Regions from separate parts of the Danio rerio genome. Here region 1 is linked to region 2. The links are chromatin contacts, called in public Hi-C maps. All regions are on one chromosome and are shown on one strand. Each heading gives the region's core, a stretch centred on a gene start, on an enhancer-like site or on the middle of the called end of the contact. The rest is flanking DNA. Distances are from core to core; before and after follow the strand shown.

Region 1 (2,700 bases), core at 4-2,503, 250 kb after region 2:
AGGAACTGCTTTGCTCATTTGCTTGGTTACAGGAGGCTCATTGTCCTGACTGAAAATTGCTGGCCGATTGGGTGATGAACACAGGGAGAAAACTGCAAGTGCAAATGAACCTTCTGATAAATTATTGTTGATTTCTTAAAATAAAACATCAGTATGACAGGTGGTTGTGAATTGTCTGTGTATACATAACATTCATAATATAACAATATGACAATAAATGTAAAACATAGTTTAATAAGTGCATTAGGGCTGCACAATATATCAATTCAGCATCTATATCATAATGTGAGCATCCGCTATCATCACATTGTATAGATACGTTGGGATTATAGCTGCCCAAGAGACACACTTCAGAACACAAAATTTAAGTCACTGCAGAGTTTAACTATAATGAAGTGAAATGTTGTAATTTGTATGTTTTTAAGACTTAGGAGAGGTGCTCAGGCACAATACATTCAATTGGAAGTTTAATATAGAATACTTGTAATAAAAATTATTTATAGAGTAAAGACTTTGAGAGTCATTTTTACATTTAGATTACCATAAATCATACACTGTTTCACTTGTATCCTTGCTTTATTGTATATACCAACACTCACTATTACCTAGTTTTGTATTAGCATGCATGTTGAGATATTGGCTTCTTACTTATAAAGTACATAATCTGCAAGAGTTTATTCTACATCCCTAACCAAATATCTAAACTACCATAATTCTTATTAATAAGGATTAAATTAGAAGTTTATGAAAGCAAAACTCATAGTTAATGGTTAAAAATGTTAACAAAGAGAATTGTTTCACCAAATGATTGAATAGCCCCATTTGGAAAGAAATTGTATGGTATGGACACAGTATATCGCAACATATATTGCAGGAAAAAAATATCAAAATGTTAAATTTTACCAATATCACGCAGCTTTAATTTGAACTAATTCTGTTTTTAAGAATTCTGGGATTACATTTTTTTTTTGTATCTCAGAAATTATAGGGCTTCTATTGCTAATACACCTTACATGCAATAATATAAATTACAGATGATAAACTCAAATTACAGGTAAATATAGTTTGATATATAAATGGTGACTAAACCATTTAAAAATACATATATTGAAACAATCATTTAAAATAATGCAAGTGGTCACTATTTTTTTTGACCATGTCACAAAAAAGTATAGAGTTTCTTACTGTTTCAAGAGGTGACGGAACAGATGATTGTAGACTCTACAATTAAATTCCTTTGGTCTCGTTGAGGTATCTAAAAACACATATATATTCATTATCAATCAGTGTTGCATGACTTATGAATATGAATTATCAAGACTTTCCTATTATTCAAATAACAAATGAAAAAGCCTCTTCAATCTAAAGTCGGTTCATCCATTTCTCGTTAATCAAAGATTAATTTGTTCTAACAATTACACTAAATCATAGAAAACAAAAAAAAAGAGTACTATAACCAATAAACTAAGTGATAAACCCTCCTGAAAGTATCCATTCAATCACTGTAAACAATTGCATATCGAGTTCACAGAAATGCACTCAAAATTCCCATCACGCTGCTCTATGATATTAAATCAAAAGATTGATTCTCTCAATATCCAGCTTTGAAGTTCACTCGGCATTGGCCAATTGATCAATCCACGCTTCAGAAGATCGTACATTATGCTCATTCATAACATCAAAATGCTTTTAGAGAAATATCCAGTAATCCCCAAGTACATTTCTCAGGCTTCTTTCTCAACACTTGCACTAGGAAAACAAAGAACCAACAAATGGTGCTTTATTGTTAGAACAGTTTTTAGAGGCTTGGATATCACCACCTGTTTGCCTCAGTATTACGCATTTGTAAAAAGACAACGCTTTAATTTTTGTCTGGCAATTTCTAAACCTGAAACAATGTTCTCATGGAATTTCATAATTATAACAGCAAGTACACAACACAAAAATCATGACAGGGTTAATAAAAAATCTACGAGGATCTTCTTTCAAACAGCATCTTGAGGTGAGGTGACAATGACTCAAACTGATTCACTTTTAGTCGGTTTCTTAAAGCGGTGAGCAAAAAAGGCTGTACGTGCCCACTTTCATGTGAACGAGGCAGGATTGCTGCCGAGTTAAGCGTTTAAGATAATTACCGTGCTTTTATAATGATCCGTCCAATAAGGCCTTACATATATCAAATAAACAAGCAACAACACGTCAATTAAGACCACCCGAATTGCTTCGAAGTTCAAACCAGCAAATAGGCCACATTTTGGTATAAACACACATACAGATGTAAACAGAAGATCAAAGAAAACTTCCATCGGTTATTCCTCCTTTGAATTCATTTGAACATTCAATTGAAAAAAAAAAAAAAAAACAAGAAACCTTCTTGCAAAAACTAATTAACATGCATGCTATGATAAGGTAATTAGTACTCGAGCCGTTTTCCTGATTAAACATACTCTAATTGAGAGCACGCTGCTATTGAGAGGGAGGAAAAACTCTATTCCCTTGGAGGGCACTTAAACGGTGTCCCTTTTACAAACACGTAAGCAGAGACAAAACACATGTTAATTAACAGTCAACAATATTGGCCACTTCTCTAACTTCTCTTTTTAACAATACATTTTAAGGAATACTTTCAACACAATGTCCTTAAGATGCAACTCTTATAAGTTGGTAAGTCTATTAAGAGCAAAGATAATAATTTTAAAT
Region 2 (2,746 bases), core at 207-2,706:
GGAATAGCCGTGCCCAACTGAGCCTGGTTTCTCTCAAGGTATTTTTTTTCTTCTTCACTTTCGTCAATTGGATAAGTTTGATCCTTGTGGGACTTTGGGACTTGTGGAGCTATGCATCGATGGATTTGCTCTTCAGTGTTTGGAATTTCATCAGTGAAAATTAAACCACACAGAGCTGATCTTTAATTCTGAAAACTTGACTGACAGTTTTAGTTTACAAGAACTTCTATGTTAAGCTGCTTTGACACAATCTACATAGTAAACGTTCTATATAACAGGGTACATACAGGAATCAGAGAATGAAATTTAACCCCTTTTAAGTCTTTATGGACTCTCTCCATACATTTTATGACCTCATCTGCGACATTTTAACTTAGTATATTTACTAAATGTTAATTGTAAACTAATACATTATTCATATACTGTATAAAAATGCTAATCCAGTAGGTGGCGCCTATAGAACAGTAGGAATAACAGAGTTTCCCTGGTTACTGCAGTAAACAAAACAGCATGATGTCAAATCTAGCAGGATTTTCGCGATTTCTGAAAAACTAGACAAAATTCTAATATTCAAAGATTAAATGATTACAAAATATAATACCTTGTAAAATAGCATTTAAGACTTTTTAATACTTTTTCAGGATCTTAAATTTGTCTAAATGGATTTATTAACTTTTAATACTTTTTAAGACCCCATGGACACCCTGTACAAATAAAGATTAATTGATTTGACGGTAAAAACCAGTGAGATGATCATATGGGTGATGCAGATTTAGTTTTCAGGCAAATTTAGGTTTGCAAAAATTTTCTCTCTTCACAGTACAGCATGTCACATAAAAATGCATTGCATCCTTGCTGAATAGAAGATATGACTACTATAAAATGTTGTATGAGTATATTGGAAGCCTAAGCACGTCTGTACAGTCTTAGTAGACCGATTTGCCTATTAATATCAATGATGAAAAGAATTGTGCTGCTTTATTAAAAAAGTAAACACAGTTATACCTTTTTTCTTTAATGGATCCAAAATTGAACCGCTTTTATTTAAAATGTAAAAAAGAAAAAACGTTCCTGAGATGTTACTGACTTCAAAACATTTGAATAGTGGTATAATGACAGCCAAAAGAATGTACTGGGCTGTTTTTCATCAAAATTTTTACATTTAGATTTTTCCATGTGTAGTGGGTGGTTGAGCTAAGACTGGTTAAGATGTTCTGGGTAATTGCTGGATGTAAGAACAATATTAGCAGCAAGCATCAATAATATGTTTCTAAAAACAAGAGGGACCTAAGCCGAGAGAGAGAGAAAAAGAGCTGGAACTCTTCTTCTTGTCTGTAAAAAGGCAGACAAGGGCAAACCTGCTGTACTCTCAGAATGTGGGCCACCATAGACAAACATCCCCACATGTTTGTTTTGGGACAAAGTGTCAGTAATCACCATGGGGACTGCAGTTATCACAGACAGCACAGAACCCTGATGAAAACCACAGCACAGAGAGCAGCACTCTGCTTCACACAAGAGCCCAGGCCACACAGAGAGACAGAATATGACTGGGACGAGACCGATTGAAAATACTGTGACATCTTCATAGGGACATATCATACGTAAAAAGTGTGTACAGGATTTATTTTGTTATTCTTATGATCCTAAATTATCTCAAAGGTTCCAAAGGATTCTAATGAGATCAATTTAAAAATCTAAAATGTCTATGAAGTGTTTGGATCTACAGTATGTTTGATTCTTATACTGGGTTCACACCAGACGCAAAGCATGATATCACTTGTGGGATGTTTTTCACCTAATGCGAATTTTCCCCACAAATTGTTGATTTTAAACTTGCACGAAAGACGTGATAAAGGTGATTTTAATGTGTTCAAATGTTTCAAGGATTTCACATCATTTACACTGCTAGATACAAATTTACCTCTATTCACAAAGTTTGTATTGAAAAAAAGCCAATCTTGTATCTTTTTGTGCGAATATGTAAAGTTCAGGTGAAATCAAAATAAAGTTTTCTAGGTGTTAGTATCAGTATGTTTTAGGGATATCTATAATTGAGTGGGTTCAAAAAGTGATGAAATTTGCATTTAGAAGATATAAACATCCAAAGCTTGCTATTTGTCACTTCCATTTAAGAGATCAACATTAGCTGCGTTCGAAATTGCATATTTTCAAACTATATAGTATACTCAAAACAGTATGCGAGCTGAGAAGTATGTCCAAATTCATTGGAAAAGCAGTATGCAAGAAAGCATCCAGATGACCTACTACTTCTGGAGGGATTTTGAAGTGTGCATCTGATGGACGCTCCCGTATCTCATGATGCACCAGGAGAGAATTCATTAATGGGAGTGATGCAACTGACGCAGGTAGGTCACGTGATGATGACAAAATGGCGAATGTAGTACATTTGAGTACTTTTATAACGTTCGAGTAGTCAATTTGAATACAAATGTGCAAATTCGATGTCACATGCAGCCAAGGTTTTTGACGTCACCTCATTTCTCATCAAATCTTCAGGCCTATCAAATGCTCTATAGCAGGGGTGCTCAACCCTGTTCCTGCAGAGTTTAGCTCCTACCCCGATCAAACACACCTGAACCAATTAATTAGGACCTGACGCCACTTGATAATTACAGGCAGGTGTGTTTGATTAAGGCTGCATCTGAAATCGGCAGGAAGGTAGATCTCCAGCAACAGGGTTGGTCACCCCTGCTCTATAGCATCTGAAATGTTCCTGCCCTCC

Evidence for each region. A called contact is a pair of places that touch in the nucleus more often than the background predicts.
Region 1: a contact with region 2 is called in a Hi-C map of an unstated tissue, with 1.7 times the contacts expected there. The contact joins the promoter of foxp1b here to the enhancer-like site in region 2. A contact is called at or near these places in 1 of 18 Hi-C or Micro-C datasets (an unstated tissue) and 1 of 4 datasets of contacts at active chromatin or transcription factors (embryo).

What each region holds. Positions count from the first base shown.
Region 1 is chr6:46,400,730-46,403,429 of GRCz12tu, forward strand. foxp1b (forkhead box P1b) reads right to left here and starts at 1,254. Exons shown (of 20, transcript NM_001039637.1): 1 at 1,186-1,254.
Region 2 is chr6:46,154,190-46,156,935 of GRCz12tu, forward strand. The region is part of intron 11 of foxp1b (forkhead box P1b); the gene reads right to left. Among named protein-coding and RNA genes, the nearest start is that of mdfic2, 150 kb to the left of the region's middle. Within about 2 kb of position 1,457, at least 6 of the 62 cell types and tissues checked have an H3K27ac peak or open chromatin away from gene starts, as enhancers often do.